Linked DNA regions of Columba livia: region 1 is linked to region 2. The links are chromatin contacts, called in public Hi-C maps. All regions are on one chromosome and are shown on one strand. The core of a region is the stretch at or near the end of the contact, and the rest is flanking DNA. Distances in the headings are between cores, read along the strand shown. Region 1 overlaps LOC102090588 (nascent polypeptide-associated complex subunit alpha, muscle-specific form-like). Region 2 overlaps SETD5 (SET domain containing 5).

What was found. Hi-C and Micro-C count contacts between places; a contact is called where the count stands out from the background.
Region 1: a contact with region 2 is called in a Hi-C map of crop, with 3 times the contacts expected there. The contact joins two enhancer-like sites. A contact is called at or near these places in 2 of 2 Hi-C or Micro-C datasets (crop and liver).

Annotation. Positions count from the first base shown.
Region 1 is chr10:18,510,425-18,515,373 of bColLiv1.pat.W.v2, reverse strand. LOC102090588 (nascent polypeptide-associated complex subunit alpha, muscle-specific form-like) reads right to left here. Exons shown (of 4, transcript XM_065074812.1): 4 at 3,547-3,746. The coding sequence ends at 3,712. Among named protein-coding and RNA genes, the nearest start is that of CCDC51, 6.2 kb to the right of the region's middle. Within about 2 kb of position 1,958, at least 2 of the 3 cell types and tissues checked have an H3K27ac peak away from gene starts, as active enhancers do.
Region 2 is chr10:18,349,198-18,354,192 of bColLiv1.pat.W.v2, reverse strand. It overlaps SETD5 (SET domain containing 5), which reads left to right. Exons shown (of 23, transcript XM_065074630.1): 11 at 1-96; 12 at 301-381; 13 at 2,720-2,983; 14 at 3,796-4,116. Among named protein-coding and RNA genes, the nearest start is that of LHFPL4, 36 kb to the right of the region's middle. Within about 2 kb of position 3,187, at least 1 of the 3 cell types and tissues checked has an H3K27ac peak away from gene starts, as active enhancers do.

The DNA of each region.
Region 1 (4,949 bases), core at 709-3,208, 160 kb before region 2:
ATTTTAATCATGGGCATTCATTTCATACTGCCTTCTGGGCTTTGTTTTTTCTGTGCCCTTCAGACTGTGGGTAATTTTATGTATATATGTGATTTAGGAGCTATAATGTCTTTGCATTAGTTTAACACTGAGCTGGAGCTGCACTAAGGAATGAAATGCCATTTATAACATAGTATTATGTAAAAACATAAAATCAAAGTGTTCCTTTGTTCAGCTCCATTTCCATAGCCTGTATTAAACACAGGAGGATTCTTGGCCAGGAAGGCGGTTCAATGTCTACATTAAACTAAAGCCTATTGAGAACAGCTCTCCCACAGCAGCGATCTGTCACTTTGCCATTTGGTCTCTTTCCCTCTTGTCTTGATTTTTGGCTGAAACGCCTTTGCATATTCTCTCATGGTGCAGAGCACACATTTCTATTCAATCTGTTTCACTCAGACCACCTCAGGATAGCTTCACTGTGACTGGCAACCTCATTCATTTCATTTAGCAATTCGCAGGGCAAACAACTGCTTATTGACACACTGCCAAGGTTGTATTTCTGTCATGTTCTGGCCAGATCTAGAAGGCGTCTCACATTCCTTCTTCATCCTCATTTTAAACCACCGTAGCATCCAGGGCTGCCCCTCTCTCCAAACCCACTGAATTAACACCAAGCTGATTCACCTAAAGCTTTAAAGAACATACAGGCAGGGGTTTAGACCAGAATGAGATTATCACACTGTGCTGTCTTGTAGAAGATCCCGCTCCCGCCAAAAGGGATGCCTAACTTCTGCACAAAGGGCATCGAGAATTCCATGATGACATACGTCCAATGTCTGCCCTGGTACTAGTCTCCAAGCCCTTGACTGCAGATGCTGAAGAACACCCCTCATTGTGCCAAGGGCGAACGCAACCCACACGTGGTAAAGTTCTGGGAGGCTTTTCTCTTTGGGGACGCCTGGCTTTGGCTTTAAGGAACAGGCTGCTTGGGATTGCACGCTGAGGCTCTGCAGACAAGCAGCTCTCTCACCTCGCTGGAGATGTTCTGACCATCGCTGAGGGGCAGCCGGTCATGGGTGGCTCCGGGGCCTCAGGGCTGCCTGGGGAACTGCTGGAGAGTCCAGAGCAGGGCAGTGAGGAGGATGGGGTGGAGCATCTCCCGTGTGAGGAAAGGCTGAGGGAGCTGGGGCTCTGGAGCTTGGAGGAGACTGAGGGGTGACTCATTAATGTTTATCAATATGTAAAGGGTGAGTGTCAGAGGATGGAGCCAGGCTCTTCTCGGTGACAACCAATGATAGAACAAGGGGCAATGGGTTCAAACTGGAACACAGGAGGTTCCACTTAAATTTGAGCAGAAACAACTTCACGGCGAGGGTGATGGAACCTGGCCCAGGCTGCCCAGGGAGGTTGTGGAGTCTCCTTCTCTGCAGACATTCCAACCCACCTGGACACCTTCCTGTGTAACCTCATCTGGGTGTTCCTGCTCCATGGGGGGACTGCACTGGATGAGCTTTCCAGGTCCCTTCCAACCCCTGACACTCTGTGATCTGAAGGGTGCCCAGGCTGTGAGGGGTGTCCGGGCTCTGAGGGGACTTCCCGGGCTCGCGCGCCGCCCTGAGGCGGGAGGCTCGCGCGCCGCCCTGAGGCGGGAGGCTCGCGCGCCGCCCTGAGGCGGGAGGCTCGCGCGCCGCCCTGAGGCGGGAGGCTCGCGCGCCGCCCTGAGGCGGGAGGCTCGCGCGCCGCCCTGAGGCGGGAGGCTCGCGCGCCGCCCTGAGGCGGGAGGCTCGCGCGCCGCCCTGAGGCGGGAGGCTCGCGCGCCGCCCTGAGGCGGGAGGCTCGCGCGCCGCCCTGAGGCGGGAGGCTCGCGCGCCGCCCGGCGCGTGCTGCCACAGGAGCGGAGCGCACGCGCAGCGCGGCGGTTCCGCGCGCTCCTCCGCGAGCTCCGGAGGGGAGACCCGCTCCCGAAGCGGGGAGGGGCCGGCGGGACGCGGTGCGCATGCGCAAGCGCACACAAGCGATGTGCGCGGCTGTTGGTGCGCATGCGCCAGCGTCATTCGTCGCAGCCCCTGGGGGGCGCATGCGCACGGCTGCGGTACCGGCCAGCAAGGCCGCCTGCAGCGCCGCAGCGTGACCGCGGGGGGGCGCCAGAGCCCGCGGCCGCTCCCGCCCCGGAGCCGCCGCCGAGGGGCCGGACAGGGCCTGTTCCTCCCCCCTCCGCCGGGTGCCCAGTGCCGGTCCTGCCCTGCTGAAACGTGCTTCACGAGGACGAAGAACGCTGCGTCCCCCCAACAGTCACCCCAGCCCTCTAGAAACAAGGAAACCTTTTGAGCACTGACATCTGCAGGCTCTGCCTTAGGAGCCAACAATGTCTTCAGATTTACCATGTAACTCCACGCAAAGTGCCTCACTGTTTACCGCAGCAATCCCCCCCAGCTGACAGCTGCCTTTCCTGCGGGAGCAGCCCGGATCTCACCATTACCGTTCACTGAGGTAAGAATCACAGAATGTCCTGAACTGGAAGGGACCCACAATGATCATCGAGTCCAACTCCTGTCCCTGCTCAGGACACCCCACAGGTCACACCGTGTGTCTGAGGACGCTGTTCAGTCTCTTCTTGAACACTGTCAGGCTTGGGGCTGTGACACCTCCCTGAGGAGCCTGTTCAGTGTCCAGCACCCTCTGGGTGAAGAACCTTTTCCTCATGTCCAACCTGAACCTCCCCTGACACATCTTCCTGCCATTCCCTCGTGTTCTGACGTCGGTCACTAAAGAGAAAGAGTTCGGTGCCCACCCTTCATCCACCCCTTGTGAGGAAGGTGTAACTGCTGAGGTCTCTTCGTCTCCTCCAGGCTGAACAAACCAAGAGACTTCAGCCACTCCTTAAGTTTCCTCTAATGCACACGCACTCTGCATTAATTCTTTCCCCCTTAGTTCCTACCTTGGGAATGTCACATTCCTCCCTTGAAATTTCTACACCCAGTGTACTGCCACTGCTGTTCATTTCAAAAATTTCTAGTTCCATAAGCACTGTTTCCTTCCTCTCTCCTCCACAAAGGTATCGCTGGGATTGTAATCATATTGGTACACAGAAGTTCAAGAAAAACAAAGTGTAGGTGATTATTTGTAGGACAAAGGCAAGTTCAGCAGCCACTGGGACTACAGGGCATAGTACAACAGTGTACTTAAATAGTAATATGAAAAGGAATATTGATTTGGATAGTGGCTGATGCTAAGGCAATCACTTTGCTGGCAATGGAAATATAACTCAACCTTTTGTGCAGACAAAGCTTCCAGCTCTTACGAGAGCATGTGCTGATATCATGACACCTTGGGCAGCTGCAGCTAAACCTCAGCCTCCTGATTAAAACTGGATTTTAACACTAAGGCCTGACTCTTGTTATCAAAAGAAGAGCGTAAGTTGAAATTCGGTCTCATAAATGACCAAACCAGCAGATGCATTCAGGCTTCATAAGGTCGCAAATGGCCTTCAGTAAAAGTTTAGTTTCCAGTATAAAACAGTAATACAATTTTTAAAACAAAACCTACAGGTAAAGAGATAAAATATTACATCTTAACAAAAAAAGATTTATTATGACTTAACAAAAAAGATTTATTATGACTAAACAAAATGTACAATGTTTCCCAAATGACAGTGAGTTTTCATGACTCTCTGAAGTCTGCAGGTCCATTGAGTAACTCGATCACTTCTTACCCTGCGATTCGATCAAACTACTTTTTGCCAGACTTCTTTATTCCGCCACTGGCTGCCAAAAGAAACAACACAACTTGTTAGAAAACCGTTAAAATTTAGTTCCTCATAAAATCAAATCCCCACTAGAGTGCCTGTACAACTCAGATCCTCACTGGTTAATTGTTTTTGCATGTGTTACTCTTCTGTATTTGTGGTCTCACATACTTTACTCCAAATGAATAACTTAAGAAAGAGTTTCTCCTGGAACCAAATATCCCCTACAAATCTACAACAGAACTAAGTATTTCAGCAATCCCTTTGTTCCTTTATGGACACTGTCCATTGTTTATTTCTTATACAGTAGGAGTGTAGTCTGGTCAAGTCAAATTCAAGGCTAAGGGAAGAAAAGCCTCAGTATCCCTATAGCAACCAGAGCACCCACTTGGGATCAAAGCTCCACAGAAGCAGGTACTGGAATTATAAGAATTCCAGTTCTCTGGAATTAGCTGTTCTCTGCAGCCCCTGTTATTGAAGAGACTAAAGCAGAGTGGAAAAACACAACATATTAACACAGCAACAAGTGCGGCATTTTTTGCAAATGCTATTTTTTACAGCGTGTGTCGTGTATGACGAGTGGAAAGGAAAAAAGAATAGTAAGGCTACAGCAAGACAGGCTGCAAGGGCTGATGGTCGACAGCAGACCTGACACTGCAGTATGACTGACTGCACTGCTGAGGCTCTAGGGAACAGTCCAGCCTTCCCACAACAACATAATAATCGCTGTCTGCTTTGGCAAGCATTGGACAAGGACCAGATGACTGAAATTCAGCCTAGAAGCAGGCAGAATAATGTCAGGAAAGAACTATGAAGAAATCTGTAAGCTGAAGAGCCCTATGCAGAACAAGTTTAGGATGGTAAGGACACAGAAGAGAAGCTCAGTGAATTGTTTTGCATTGCTCTGTAATACCAAAGACATTCTGAGTCCCACACCCGGCACATTTTTTGTACACCGCTAAACCAGAGGAACTAGATCAATTTGAGATAAATAAACAAGAAATATCCCAAGTCAGTGGGCCTGGATGGCACTCCCTCCAAGAGCACTGACAAGCTCTAACGTGAAAATGCAGAACTGCTGGCTAAGATTTGAAACTTATCATTACAGCCACCATATCAGAGGACTCACGGATTGCCAGCACAACTCCCAGATACAGAAAGGGTTCTGTGAAGAACTGGGGAAATACAGACCAGCGAGTCTGACCTTGATCTCTGAGAGGAT
Region 2 (4,995 bases), core at 1,938-4,437:
CTAGAGATGGAACAGCAGGGCATTGCATCGGATGAGAACAGCAGTCAACAAACAGAGGAAGTTCCTGAGGGACCTCCAGCAGTCAGTGACAATGAGGTAAAACCCCTGAGACTTTGTTGTCAATATTTTTATTGTTCCATGGTGTAGAATCTGATCCAATACAGCACTGGGATCTTCAGAACAGTAACTGCGGGAGGCCTTTTTTAAACCTTTAGCACCTTAGAGTAACATAGGAATCTTGATAACTTTAAAACAGTACCAAATATTGTTAGACATACTAAGTCTGGGCTTCTCTTTCAGGTGGTAGAGAAGGAGGAGAAACAAGAAGGGGAGAAAGAGGAACCTGTAGATGAGCAGGGAGCCTTGGTCCACGGCCGACGGGCAAGTACCTTTCTCAGTCTCTGGGTATCATCCCCCTTAGGGCTTGCTTCATTCCAACAGGTCCAGTTGATTATTTTGCTTGTTTCAACACAAATTCCAACTGTCAGTGGTCTTCAGTAAACCAAAAAACCACCCAGATTGACTCCACATCACAGGATTTGTGTTCAGGTACTGCAGATTAGAAGGTGTAGGACAGATTTGTTAGCTAGTTGAAAGATTTAACTGTTACTTTCAGGGCTGTTCTGTAGTCTAAACCACACCATTAACAAGACAATCAGCACCAGATTCAAAAGAGTTCCTGCTCCCCTTCCTTGTTGCCAGTACAATTTATGGAGCCATATCGAATCATAGAATAGTTTGGGTCGAAAGGGACCTTTAAAGGTCACCTAGTTCAACCCCCAAGCAATGTGCAGGAACATCTTCAACTAGATCACAGCATGAAGCAGATTTTTGTTAAAACTTAACCCATTTTGCTGGGTTGGGTTTGTGAATAGGTATCTTTTCCATCTATGGGTTCATAAACCTGTTGCCATGTGGAAAAAGTTTGGATCAAGTAGCAAAAGTTAGTGAGGGGGTAGATCACTGACAGCACTACTGGCAACAAGTCAACAGAATTTGGTATGTCCTTTATTAGGAAATCCCCTTCTGCTCCCAAATCGTTGTTGTCTTAATCAGTCGTCTTGATTAAAATATTTCTTAGTGCTCTGGGATGTTTGATAGCACAGTCCCTTCTCAGTCACTTTCTGTACTGAGCAGAGCTGTGGGTTTTCTTCCTTGTGCTTCTTACGGCACCAGCTATTGCTTCCTGGGTTAGAGTGTTTTATGCATGTGGATGGAGCTGGTCTGGTTCTACTTAATAATAAAATAAAACAAAAACACACACCCCCCAAATAAATTTAAAAAACAAAACCAAACTAAACAAACAAAACAAACACCCAAAAAGCCTAAAAATGTCTGACCAAAAACCCAAGGAAGAAAAAAAAGTGCTCCCATCCTACCAACCAACACAGGTATTGGAGCTTAATCACCCGTCTTCCTCTAATTGGTGATATGGATCTTCCATGTGCAAATTTCTTGCAAATGCTTTAAGTGTTAAGACAGTGCGGCAAATTGCGGAGCTGAGGGCTATCCAGCTGAGACATCCCTGGATTATCTCATGGATTTCTTTAGAACAGGCAAGGTAAAAGTCAGTTTCTGCTGAAATTTGACTAAGAGCAGTCACCCATCGGGCTGGCCTCAGGCTCGGAGGGAAGATTTCCTTTCAATGCAGGGCTGCTGATCTCTTTCTGGGACAGTACGGTTCAAGAAGACTTAGTGAAGTGTTAGTTCCCCATGAACCTGTAAGCCCTGTTCCTGTACACGCACCAGTTAATCTCCTTTAATGGGATTCAGTTTTCTATACATGGCACCAGGTAAATACATATATCTGTAGTTCTCCCGGTCTCTTTTTTTTTTTTTTTTTGTCTGTATTAAATATTTTTGAACAGAAAACTGTAAAGGCCAGGCTGCTGTGATTGAGCACTGCTGGGTGCTTCCAGATACTTTCTCCTTCATGACAAGGCTCAGAAGGCGCTTGACCCCACTTCTTACAATTCACTTGGTTCAGCCTGGTTCTTGCCAGTCACTGCAGCATTATTGTACTGGGCCTTTTACATGCATAATTACCAATTATTTCTGACACAGCCAGGTGTTAAGATTTCCTGTGCTTTCTGTTTACCTTGCAAAATACCTTTGTTTTGCCTCTCTATTCTCTCATGTTCTGTTTGTCTTATCCACTATGTAAGCTGCTTAGACAAGAGGGGTTTTTTTTGAGCTAGGTGATCTCCTACCATCAGGGAAGGAATGAATCTGGGTCATTTTAGTCAGCCTGTGTGACGTGTTGTAGTTGCTGCAAATTACTGATTCACTTTTGTTGCCTCTGGCTTCTGTTTGCTTCTAATGTTTGGTCATTGGCAAGTAGCTCTGTTTGTTTCCACATCGTCTCTTCACTCTATTTATTCTTTCTTACGGTTTTTAGTTCTTCAGAATTATGCATTTCCTTGTGGCTGTTCTATAAATATAACTCAGTAGTATCTAAGTGGCCCTATTTAAGGATAAAGTCTCGTTCTTGTAGTTACTCTATGAACACATGACTGTTGTTGTTGTTCTGGGAAATTTGCCATGTTGAAAAATGCAAATATCTGAAAAGAACCGCTTCTCTCTGTCCTCTTTTTGGCTCTTGCCATTGCTATTTCGCAAGTTTGTCTCCTTCCTGTGCTGCATCCCATATCTGTTCCTGCCTCCTCCTCTTTATGTGTGTAATTTGCAGTGCTGACTTCAATTTACTTTTGTGTTCTAGTCCCGGGAAGACAGAAAGGTAGAAGCCATCATGCATATGTTTGAAAACTTAGAAAAGAGAAAGAGGAGACGAGAGCAACCATCAGACCGTAACAGCACCGATGCTGAAACCAGCATCAATTCTGAAGCTCCTGAGTCGGAGGAAGTAAAAACAGAAACTCCTGAAGTTGAAGATGGAAGTTCAGCACTGAGTGCCGCTGCTCCCAATGTGTCGAACAGTAACAGCAGTACTGGGGTGAACACACGGCGGTCTTCACAAGTAGTGGTAAGACGAAGATAGGCCTGTTTAATAGCTTGTACCCAGCTCACATGCAGCATGTCCGATCGTAAGATCGTTCAGGTTGAGAGGAGCTTCGTGGGGTCTCTGATCTGTTCTGCAGCAGGCTGGGTCACCTCTGAGGTCAGACCAGGTTGGCTGGGGTTCTACCCAGTCTGCTCTTGAATAGCTCCAGGGATGGAGATTGCACAACCCCTCTGGGGAACCCCGTCCAATTCCTAACTGTTCTCATGGTGAGAAAATTTTGCCTTGTATCTGGTATATACACTGATGCATCACTGCATCTCCTTGGTGGCTTCAGTCTGAATGCAGGACGACTGCCATTAGGTCCCCCTGATCCTTCTCTGGACTGAACAAGCCCAGTTCCTTCACCAAGTGGGCCTCTTCCATGCTGTTGTGAACTTAAGTTGGATGCACAACTGCAGTGGTTGAGTAATTCTTTTGCTCTTTGGTTTTTTTGGCCTGCTGTACTTTGAATGCACGTGTATGGCAGGGCCTGGAATGATATGTGTCCGCTCACACCAGGGGTAAGAGCAGTTACCTTGAGACAAGCAGCAAGTTTCATATACTGCTGCTTTTTTCCTTAAGATGAGCATTCTGGTCGACACCTTTAAAAACACAGCAGACAAAACAATGCGCCAGTGTTTTAGGAGGGTCCTCAAAGCCATCTTATGAGCCCATACAAACAGAGTCCAATCAGATTTTATGATTCAGATAAACAAATCTCAATCATTAATCCTGTATGCAGAGAAAAGGAATACTCTTAGAGGTCCTCATACTAATGACAGTTTATATTGTAGGATGCTGTCGCCGAAAAAACACTTACTAAGCCAGCTCCAGCAAAACCCTCCAGGCCCCGACCAAAAAGTCGCTTCTCTCGATACCGGACAAGTTCAGCCCAAAGACTGAGAAGGCAGAAACAAGCCAGTTCCCAGCAAGCTGAACTCGCACAGGCTGTCCCAGAGGAAGGAAGCACTGCCAGCTTGGTAACCGCAACAGATGTCAGCAATGTGGAAGGTCCAGGAGAAGGCAGACAGTTGACAGGATCTGACCCAACTGCTGTCCTGGCTGCAGGATCTCAGACAAATCGAGCTGCAGTAAAGTACCCCAAAACGAAAAAGGTAAATGTGATTGAGTGGTCAAACTGAAGAGGGGGGGAAATGACAGTCTGTGCAGCCTTCAGGGAGAGGTTGGCTTAGGGGAAAGTTCTTCAAAATAGTTGGGATTACATGACTTTTTATTTACTGTATTATTTGTTTTGTAGTGGCTGAGAGCTGTCACCATGGATCAGAATCTGGCTGCTCAGCCCTGTATACACAAAGATCAGAAACAAAAAAAAATAGCTGATCTTTACAGCAAGTCACATAGACCTTAGATATCATCAGGGTGTACAGGTGCAAGAGGAAAGGTCTCACTTTTGGGTATGGCAAAGAGTTCTTGAAAGAGGCAAATTATACAGCTTTGTGTATGTCGGGATGAAAATGTGTCCAACTTGAGGGGTCCTGAGAGAGAAGGGTAGGAGGGGCTTGGCAACATAAGGAATTGCAAATTTTTGCACTTAAAAGAGAAAATGCGTGTTAAAAAAGCTTGGATGCATATGATCTCAAGAAATTTTCTGTGTATTCCCAGTGTCTTAGGAGCAGGGAGAAAAAGATGATCAGCCAAGAAAGTTACCTTAAACCAAGCAGTACAGAGGTGTAGTGAGACTCGCTTAAAACAAAACCAAGAAACCCACCTTGAAGTAACCAGGGTGTTGCATCTTGTAAAGCGTATTAAAACAAAGGTTCTCTTGTGTACACCAGCAAGAGAAGGAAGAGAGAAAATTGGAGCCATGTAGTAAAGATTAGTTGGAATTTAAAAACAAATTTGTAATGGCATAAAAATGTGTGTTTGTGTGGGAATTGGCAGAATCTTTTTGGGATGAGGTGGGATGGCAGCCTGAGGGTATTCGCTTAGGACAGAGTAGAAGGGGTTAGCTGTTAGCTTTCGGCTTAGAATTG